Regions from separate parts of the Mus musculus genome. Here region 2 is linked to region 1. A link is a contact called in public Hi-C data. All regions are on one chromosome and are shown on one strand. The core of a region is the stretch at or near the end of the contact, and the rest is flanking DNA. Distances in the headings are between cores, read along the strand shown. Region 1 overlaps Ext1 (exostosin glycosyltransferase 1). Region 2 overlaps Samd12 (sterile alpha motif domain containing 12).

The links. A called contact is a pair of places that touch in the nucleus more often than the background predicts.
Region 2: a contact with region 1 is called in a Hi-C map of embryonic fibroblasts, with 3 times the contacts expected there. The contact joins two enhancer-like sites.

What each region holds. Positions count from the first base shown.
Region 1 is chr15:53,110,481-53,115,968 of GRCm38.p6, forward strand. All of the region lies in intron 1 of Ext1 (exostosin glycosyltransferase 1), which reads right to left. Among named protein-coding and RNA genes, the nearest start is that of Gm41323, 180 kb to the left of the region's middle. Within about 2 kb of position 2,426, at least 114 of the 459 cell types and tissues checked have an H3K27ac peak or open chromatin away from gene starts, as enhancers often do. A contact at or near this core is called in embryonic fibroblasts, where this site is marked.
Region 2 is chr15:53,540,420-53,545,907 of GRCm38.p6, forward strand. The region is part of intron 4 of Samd12 (sterile alpha motif domain containing 12); the gene reads right to left. Among named protein-coding and RNA genes, the nearest start is that of Gm23200, 70 kb to the right of the region's middle. Within about 2 kb of position 1,847, at least 24 of the 459 cell types and tissues checked have an H3K27ac peak or open chromatin away from gene starts, as enhancers often do. A contact at or near this core is called in embryonic fibroblasts, where this site is marked.

The sequences.
Region 1 (5,488 bases), core at 1,176-3,675:
GCAAGCTCTCAGCTACTGTGCAATCTTTGTCTGCCTGCTGCCATATTCAATGCCATGATGGTCATGAGTTCGCCCTATAAAACTGTAGGCAAGTCCTTATGGTGTCTATTCATAGAAAGGTAACTGAAAGAAATATTTTCCATTGCAACTTTTAAGCACGCTCAGCCCATGAACCTTTTTCTCTTTTAGATTCTATGGTTGAGGAATTCATGAAATACTGAGTTGTTTCAAGAGAACGGATGATGATGACCTTAGTTGGGCCAGTTACTGGCTTCACTTGGGGCATTTCCTGCTTTGGAATTCTTTAACTCGGTCTCCTGTGATGCTCTCTTGCTTCACTGAACCTGAGCATATATTCATGTGTCCTTAAAAAAAAAACACTTCTGATGATACTGTCACATTCAGACAGACACTATCCAAAGGCAGTTGCTTTATCTGCCCAAGATTGAACCTAATTGATAAGATTTAAAATCTCAAGCGGGACAGTGAAGGCATATGCCTTTAATCCCAGCAGTGAGGCAGAGGCAGGCTGATCTCCATGAGTTCAAAGCCAGCTGGTCTATAGAACTAGTTCCAGGACAACCAAAACGAAACAGAGAAACCCTTTCTTGAAGAAACAAACAAACAAACAAACAAACAAACAAACAAAAAAGGCTGTAAAATCTCTTAAAGTCATCCCCATCACCAGAGAAAACTAGAATCATCACTCCAGTGTGACATAGCCAGACCCTGTGGAATTCTCTCCCCAAACCAACACTTTATTAATGAAAAAAAAAAAAAAACCCAACAGTTTGATTTAAACTTTCTTGAGTAGTGCCAAATGCATAAGACAGAGGGATGGTGTGTGTGTGTGTGTGTGTGTGTGTGTGTGTGTGCGCGCGTACAAGGTCTGAGAAAATCTCCCCAGCCTTCGGTGACTGGCATCTATGTCATGGCTTGTCTCATTATACAGGTTTCTATCTCTGCCTATGAGAACTCAACTCTAGAAGCTCCTTCCTGGAAGGGAAAAAGACAATCTCCTGAAGCAGAAATACTTTCAAATCATCCATCTCCTAAGAAACTTTGTCTAAAACCATGGCCCTCTACTTTCCGAAGTCTGTGACCCTTTAATATAGTTCCTTATGTTGTGGTGACCCTAAACATAAAGTTATTTCATTGCTACTTCATAACTGTAATTTTGCTACTGTTGTAAATTATAATGCAAGTATATTATATGTGACCTCCGAAGGGTTTGAGGCCCACAGGTTGAGAAACACTGGTCTAGACTATGGAAAAAACACTTCTGATACAACAATAAGAGAATCCAATGTAAACATGGGCTAACAATTTGAACTGATATTTTTCCCAAAGAAAATGAATAAAGCACCAAGAAGAACACAGGAAGATACTGAGTATCGTTAGTCATTGAAGGAACGGAAATCAACCCAAAACACAAGGAGGTGCCACTTGCTCCCTGCAGGACAGTGTATGATCTAAGAGGACACATGAGAACAAGCACAGATAGAAACATGGAAAACAAGAAAAACAAGAGCTCTTCCTTGGGGGCTACAATGAGAGGAAAATGGTAAGGCTGTTTTGGGGACAATCTGGCAGTTCCTTCTCAAACTAAAAATGGACTTTTCATATGACCCAGCACTGTACTTAGGCATTTATCCCAGAGAAATGAAGGCATTTTTACATAGGAGAACTGTCCACAAATGTATACACTGGATACCCTTCCAAGTATGAATGAGGCAAGATTGTGGTATACACATAGCCTAGATCACTTCTCAGATGAATAAAACATAATGAAGTAAAAGAACACGGATCAAACTACTTAAGTACACAAGGACCTCGAGGATGCTAATGCCGAGTCCAAAGCCACCCTCTAAAGGGTACACACTACATTGCTCCATTTTCATAACACTTGTGACAGCATATAACGACGGGGCCGGAGAACGGAGTAGTCGCTACCATTGGTTAGAGGTGGGGGAGACAGACTTTATAGGTCAAGTGGGGAGACAATCTTCTAAAGTAGACCAGTTCATCTTATTAAGTCAGGAGATGTAAGACATGCTATAATCACATACAACTTAAAACACACACACACACACACACACACACACACACACAGTGAGACAGGAGAGGTATCAACTGCTTTCAGAGAATTTGCAGCTTCAGCTGGTAAACCAGTTGTCTCCCCTTTGTGGCATTACAGTCCACACTCCAGAGGTAATGATGCAGGAGATAGAAGAGCCTTTCTAAGTGGCTCCACAGAAAATGTGCAATAAAAACGACATGACCCTGACTTTAACCTGGAAGCCAGTACCATGCAATAGGTATAATAGTTTTCTTCCTAGAGTTGTACTGAATAAGGTACAGAATATAACCCCATTTCAGATATGCTATGGAATGTTATTTGAAGTCTTCCCTCACCACATAAGATGACTCACTAATAGTGAGTCAGTGTGACTAGGCAAGGGAGACAGAGTGGTTCATACCATTCCACCAAGTGTTGTCCCTGCCACTTGTATCACCTGTGGTACCAGGGAACTGCACAGATCTCAGGATCACCCAGGCCTGCTGAATCCAGAACTCTTGGGAAAGAGCCTTGGATTCTATGTGAGTCCATTGTAATGCCCAGTACATTTTGTGCAGCAGGGAACTGGTAGCTAAAAACTTAGTAAACAAGAGCTCAGTGGTCAAGCAGCCAAACCTGGGTTCACAGTCTATGCTTACCATCCACAAACTGGGCAATCTTGGGAAATACTAATTTGTCTGGGCTTAGTTTCCTGGTTCATCCAAAGGGGTTGATCCTTCTACTGACCTGACCAAATGATACATTCTTTTCTTTTTCTTTTTAATTTCTTTTCTCCCTAGACAGGGTTTCTCTGTGTAGCCCTGGCTGTCCTGGAACTCACTTTGTAGACCAGGCTGGCCTTGAACTCAGAAATCCGCCTGCCTCTGTCTCCCGAGTACTGGGATTAAAGGTGTGCACCACCACGCCCGGCTTCCAAACGATACATTTTAATTAAAGTACAGCACCTTATGAGCATTTCTGCAAAAGATAGCTGTAATCACTTCAGCTGAAGGGAGCCAGCAGATTATCAGAAACACAGGCAGCTGTCAATGAGGAGACCTGGGCTGAAGAATCTGGAGTGTGGCTCTCCTGCGAGACCCCCATGCACATCTCTTAGCTTCTGTCAGTCTCAAAGCTGTGAAGCTCAAATGAAATTATGTACATGCAGTATAATCAGGAAAGTAGTATGCAATTGCAGGTTATTATGGCAAATTATATCAGAAGGAATGGAATAAACATTTTTTAAAAACTACCAACAATGAAAAAAACAAAAAAACAGTTTTGCAAAGACAGCCAAGAGACAAACGAGGAGCAGACCCGTTAAAAGAAAATGAAAGCAGAAGCCGCAGCTCCCCACACAGCAGCAGTGTGTAGTTTAAAAGCTTTCTCCTCATCAGAAGCTGTACAAGGAAGGAAGCCGCTGCTGTGGCTTGCTGTCTTCCCAGGGTTCCCACAGATCCTCTCTCACAAGCACGTTGGCCAAATGATCCTGCTTTTTCGCTAGCCACAGTGGACAGGCAAGAAGCCAGCAATGAGCCTCTAATCTTCAGACTCACACAATTCCAGGCTGCCTGAGGTGATAGTTTGTCTCGAGTATTTACTTATGAACTGGGTGAACATCACAGCTGCTCTTTTTCTGCCAGCCCCGTCCCTTCTAAGTAATGATTCTTCTCTGTTTATACCCAGATTTGAGTCACATCTCTTATGAAAAAAAATCAGAAAGCTAATACTTGGGGTGGCTGAAGTTCCAGAGTGCCCTGTGATGAGGAAAAGGAAATACAGACTAGTGCATCTCTGTTCTTGGATGAGTGTGTGAGTGCGTGTGTGCCATCCACATGTTAGGTCCGTCTTAAGAAGATCGTGGTCCAGTGAAAACACTGTGAAGTTGTCAGATGTTCATATGGAAGCGGGGGGGGGGGGGCAGGGAAGATAAGGCATGGGTGGCTACAGAAGGCATTGGTGAGGAAGATGAGAACAGGGATGTGTATCTCGAAGATTTCCAGGACTCTTTGCTAAGCACTGATGACGGAGCAAGAGCTACAAACACTGGAAGATGGGCATTTCTAGGCTAATGGTAGTCCATCAGGATCAAAGGGTCCATGGGGAGGGAAAACACCCAATTTGGAGTGGGTCAGGAATGGTTAAAGAGCTCAGGGCAGGGGGAGGGGGTTAAGGAGATGATAAGCTTGCTACCTCCTGGAGCTCAGACATTATTCCATGAGAGTGAATCTGAGTCACTGAAGAACTCAAGCGAAAGAATGACAGGATCCCAGAAGTATCCCACCAACCATACAGCTCAACTTCATGGGCAGAGGTGAAATGCTGAAAATGTAAGAAGGCCCCAACTCTTTTCTTTAAACAATGCTGCTTCTGGTCAGCCCACATGGCGTCATATGTCTGAAGACATACAATTCTCATTAAGAAAATTAGTGAGCAGTTCATCTCTGACCTCTTCAACGTGCAACTGCCCTTTGTAGGACTCTCTCCTCAAAACTTCCCTCCAGGTGACTTGTGTGTGTGTGTGGGGGGGGGGGGCATCCTCTGTTGTTTTCTAAGCCTGTTTCCGATACCCTTTCCTAAGTCCAGATAAAATGTTTAAAATTTCAATTACTTTTGAGAAAAGAAATCTTAAAGGTCAGGACATGGGATCGCACAAAATTGATCCGTGGCACTGACTGAACTGAGAAACGTGAATTGGGAGTTGGAAAATGGTTCCAGCTGGCCACTGTACTGTCTGGGTTCTTTTGACAACATGGCACAGAGAAGTATGGGTCCCAGGGGTCATGGAGGATCTGTTGGACTTGTGGGAATTGCTGGCTGATACACACCCACAAGTGTGCACAAAGCTGAGCTGCTTCATACACGTCAATCAGTTCTTCAAATACGTGGAACTGCACTCTGAATGTGATCGATCAGAGTGGCGACAGTCTTAGGGAAAGCCAGCAACTCCCCTGCAGTAAAGGTTGCTACTTAAAGGTGGTGCAATTCCTTGCCCTGAATATTCAACAGGCAACCAACCCACCAGTCACAAGCTATATCAAAGGTATCACTTCCTTTGTGATCTCGGTGTGATGTTGCCAATTCTAGGCTCTCCATTGCAGACAGGATGTTTGTACAAAACCAAGGGCAGACAACTTACATGCATTCTTTCATACTTCCTGGCTTCAAACAGAAGACAATTTTCATTCTATGCCAACTTAAAATCTTTCACTACAGGAACAGGAGGAGGGAGGTGGCATGCTGTGGGTGAAGGTCCCAGTGAGAGGTACTTAATTCTCATGTGTATCACCATGGGCATAGGTTTGATACATCACTACATAACATATATTGACACCTGACTTCCACCACAGGGGAAAGAGATGACTGCCATCAAATATGCTCTTAAACACATTGGGTCATAGCCCCTGTTGACTCTAATCTTTCCCATTG
Region 2 (5,488 bases), core at 597-3,096, 430 kb after region 1:
AATAAAATTCTTTTTAGGGGAGAGACTGTTTTTAGTAGTGGTAGCAAGAGAGGCAAAACTTTAGTAAAATTATTGATACTTATTGTAGAATAATGACCAGGATGTTTAAAAAACTCCTCTGAGCTGTCTGTCCTCAAATGTATTTGTATTTTTTTCAGCAAGACTATATTTTTTCATAATGCCTTTGTAGTAACTTCTTTTGAGGTTACAGATCCAGCAAATAATCTAAATAAGAATTCTGGAATTAGAAGCCACAGGTTCACTGTATAGCCATCTAAAATGGAATAGAAATGTAGAAAATGAATGAAGTGACTTTCAAATTGTGTTTCTCAAATTATCAGCAGCACCAGCTATACCATACCTTTCTCCTGCTTATCCCGGATATTTGTCATATTTACTTTGTGAATTTCCACAAGGTAGGACGGTCTTTTTTTAATAGCTAAATGTTTATTTGGATGAACATTTTTATTTTGTAGCACATTGGGATGGAAACATCACTCCTTTGGGGTTTTCTTGGGGGAGTTAAGGAGTCACAAAACACATTTTGTAGAGACTTGTACTATTCATGGTTTATAAAACACTCTTTCTTAGCAATCTCTTCAACATCTCTTTAGCCAAGTCCTAGGTTGCATACTTGACTTTATGACTCAGAATGCAGCAGTGACCTACACCCTGAATCACAACAGAACATAACCCATAGCAAATGAACAGACAAACAAAACAAAACCAGAAACAAACAAACAAACAAACAAAAAACAAGTGTGAGGAAGTGATAAGATAAACTACCGAAACCACGAGGATGCTAAGGGATTATTACATCAGTTGAAGATAACTACTGGGTAAGTTAAGGTCATAGAAGTTTCAAGCTTAAAACACATTGAGCAAGGATAAGCTTTTGTTTGATAAGAAGGCCTGGTGATTCAGGGTTGGAATTCAGGAATTCAGACTGGAGGGATGAAAGAAAGGACTAAAACTATTTTTTTAAAGTCATCTAAGTGGATCAGCTTTTGTGTAAGTCATTTCACTGAACTTTAAGGAGAAGTTCTGTGATGAGATAACTGATCAAGGTAGCTGCTTAGGCAATTGTCTTGAGAGATGTTTATCTCTCACTGAGAGTTTATCTGTCACTCAGAGTAAAGGAGACCAGCTGGTCTTTGGATGAATCTTGAGAGATCAAATGATGGATGTTTTCAAACAGGTTGTTAGTGTATAGCCTTGAAGGAATGGAGTAGGCTTGTCCAAATCAGCAAACATTCAGGGCTCCTACTCTTTGCAACCAGCCGTGATAGGCAATGTAGACAACCCAGATGCATGACTGAGAAAACCTGCTCTCGTTAATTTGTTCTACAGAAACAGCATCATAAAAATGAATCATAAAATGCATCATAAAAAAGGTAGGGGCAGCTGACTTTCAAAATTTACAAAAAAGGAGAAAAAACAAAACAACAACAACAAAAAACAAGGACTAGATCCATGATCCCCAACAGTTTTGTGCCCAACATTGTGGTAGCATTTTACACGAGCTATTTAGTTTCCTCAACAACCAACAATCCACTTAGTGCTTATGGAATTACAGGATGATGCTTCACTTAATAAACTTTCCCCATTGTACAGAACACGTATTCTATTTCTTGGATTACATTTGAGGAAGTGATTTGCAAATCATTAAGTCAGCCTCTTTTTAAGGGCATTACATGGCATAAAGCTATGGTCCCCTTGGAAGTAGCAGGGTAGTTATAGAAAAATGCAAAGGAAAATAAAATAAGAAAAGTTAGCTACTAGTGACACAAGCAAAAACGCAAATAGTTAAGTGATGACTCATGGCATGTAACACTGGAAGTTTTCTGGAAATGATGCTTTCTAAGGGGAGACAGAAAAGTACACAAGAATGAATACATGTTCTGTCTGCATTCCTAATGATGATGCTGTTTGGTACATTATGAGAGATCATAAAATTACTATAAGAAATAGCTTAAATAATAAATGCCTGAGCATCTATTACTAGCTTAGCAAACTGAAAATTCAACAGGAGCATGGCCCCTCACGATGCTACTCCTAAATGGAAATAAGATTTGGAACAGTGTTAGTTTTTGACAGTTACATATGTACTTCAAAAAATAGGAACACACTTTCATTGATAAACTTTAGTACATTTCAATAAAATTGAATGATAAAATGCATATGTGTTTTGTGGTTGGCTTTTGGCTTATGCCTTTGGTCATGTGATACAGTCATTTTTTTTTTTTTTTGTCTAGTTGCATTGGAAGATATTTTATAAAGACATCACAGTTGATGTACAAATAAAAAAAGTTAATTGGGTAATTTCCAATTTTCTACTATTAAAATAAAAGCTACCACAAATGTTCTTATGCCTATGTTCTGGTATGCAAATTATTCTCTAGCTCATATTTCTCTAGGCTGAAACCTCTATAAGTTGGATGAGTCGATGTGGGGAAATCCTGATTCTATTTCTAATTTTAAAGAGATTTTTAATCATTCTTCATCAAGTATGACTTCATCTTTCACCTTTCTTTGTATCAAGTTTATTCTGTTGCTATGATAAAACATCTAGCCAAAACCAACAAGGAGACAGAAGGGTTTGTTTGAGTTACATTTCCAAATCACAGTCCATCACTATGGGAGGCCATGGCACAAAATCAAGTATTTCAGTTAGAGTTACTACTGTTGTGATGAAACAACTTGACCGATGCAACTTGGGGAGGAAAAGGTTTAGTTGGCTTAAGTTTCCACACTGCTCATCACTGAAGAAAGTCTGGACAAGAACTCAACCAAGGCATGAAACAGGAGGAAGAAACTAACGCTGAGGTCATGGAGCAGTGCTGCTTCCTGACTCGCTCCTCTTTTGGAACCCAGGATCAACAGCAGTTTAGGCATAGCACCACTGATAATGGGCTGGGCCTTCTCCTTTCAGTTAGTAACTAACAAAATGCCCTATATGCTTCCCTATGGGTAGATCTTAGGGAAGCATTTTCTCAACCGAGGTTCCCTCCTCTCAGATGAGTATAGGTAGTATCAAGTTGACAAAAAACCTATCCAACCCATTGAGGCAGGAAGCTGGAGGCTAGAACCATGGAAATGTTGCTTACTGGTTGGCTCTCTGGCCCATGTTCTGTTAGCTTTCTTATACAGCCCAGCTCCCTTGCCTAGGGATGGTGCCGCCCACATTAGGCTGGTTCCTCCTTCATCCATAATCAATCAAGACAAGCTCTCACAGACATGCCTGCAGGTCAATCTGACGGAAGAAATACTTCAGTTGAAGTTCTCTCTTCTTAAGTGACTCATCTAACCAGGACACCAGATTGCTATATTAAGAGAATTCCATTCCATTCCATTATTAAGAATTAACTTTTTCGAGACAGGGTTAAGAAGTCTTAAAATAAGGAATATTTGTAGAATTTTACTGAATGAGTGTTTGGTATCTATGGAGATGATATGTTTTTCCTTTTATGACGTTGTACAGTGACTTGTATTAGTTTCTTAATTCTGAACTTACTTTGTCTCCAGGGTTCACTCTAAATCTACAATGTCTAATTTTAAAATTTTCTTTTGGTGATGGTATATGTTTTTCATTAAAAACATTTCTTTCTTCATGTGTGCATCTGCACATATTTGTGTGGCTGTAGGCTCCCCTGGCCCAGGATGTGGTCCTATTCGTGAGAGCTGGAGTCACGAGCATGTCTGATACTTGGCTTGCTATATAGGTGCTGGGCACACACAGCAGCCCCCACAGCTGCACAGCAAGCCCTATGTGGTGAGTTATCTCTCCAGCATCAATTTGATTTTATTATACTATGTCAAATTTTGGACCCAAGATTGATACTGCTTTTATAGAATTAATTTGGGAATATCCTTTTGTCTTTTCTTGTCTAAGAGAACTGATATATTTTTGACATGAATAACTGGAAGAACTTTCATATACAACCATTCAGTTTAGTACTTTCCAGTGGGGAATAGTTTATCAACAGTTTTCTTTCTTCAATTCTTATGGGCTCATTTGGGTTTCCTTGATTTTCTTAAATTAGTTTTGATGATCTGTATATGGTTGTGTATTGTTTGTTCATCTAAAATTTCAAATTATTTGCATGGAGTAGTTTAAACAACTGCTTTTAAAATCTGATAACTTCTCATTCATATATAACTATAGACACTTTTATATCTTTTGTGTTATTTGTAAATTTCATCTCTTTTTGACATTTAGCCAATATGTTATTGTAACTGATCAACTTTTTGCCTTTTCTACTTTTGTGTACTTTTTAAATAAATGTTTATTATTCCCACTTATTACTTGTGAGATTAATATGCTGTTACTTTATAAAAGTGTCCACAGATGAGCAATTCATATATTTTTAAACATAAACATTAAAGGGTATAAATGTCTCCTTAAATATTACTTTAGCTTTATGTTTTATGCATTTTGTTAAATAGAATTTATACATAGTCAGTTCAGTCCCATTTTCATAAATATGAGGGTTTTTTGCACCCTAAGAATATTATGTTTTTATATGTTTGTAATTGTTTTCATAATGAATTTGTTTGTATTTTGCATGATATAATTGATTCTTTAAAATTTGGTGAACTTGCTTCATATTCTAGAATATGATAAATTTGCATATACTTTTTGTCTTCTTCAAAATGACATCTACTCTCCAGCTGTTAACAGTGTTCTGTGTATATTTTCAAGGCTAAGTTACTCAACATGCCCATCATTTTTACTCTATGTATCCTACCAAAAGCCACACAAAATTTTTTTCTATATAATGTGAAACTCCATATATCTTATTGCACATCTGTCAATTTGTCTTTCACATCTAAAGGCATGAATACTCAGTACACATTAACTCAACACCATTGTAATTACTAAACAATGGTAATCTTAAAGGAAATGCAAAGTCGCTTTGTCTATAATATGTTGCTATGACTTTTAAGTTTTATTTCCTTTTCATTATTATATTGAAGGCTTTTCTGCTTGCCTGGAATATTGATGCTTTCCTTTACTTTCAACCATTTTATTTCTTTTATAAACAGCACAAAGTGATTGTGTATATGTGTTTTTATGTAAATACACTGTAGCTGTCTTCAGACACCCCAGAAGGGGGCATCAGATCTCATTATGGATTGTGAGCCACCATGTGTTTGCTGGGATTTGAACTCAGGACCTTTGGAAGAGCAGTCAGTTCTCTTAACCACTGAGCCATTTCTCCAATTCCAGTGTATATGTGTTAATGTGTTGATTTAGCTTGGCAATCTCGCTTTCAAATGAAGGGGAATATACAGTTGTGTTGATTTTATTAACTGAGATATTTATCTTTTCTTCTGCTTTACTTTGTGTTCTACTTTCCCACAATTCTTTTAGAACTTCACTTTCTTATTTCTTGAGAATTTAAAATTTTTCTTTCTTGTTTAATTTCTCCTCTACAGTTGTTAAGATTATAAATGAGCATCTTCTATCATGAAGAGCCAAGGAAAA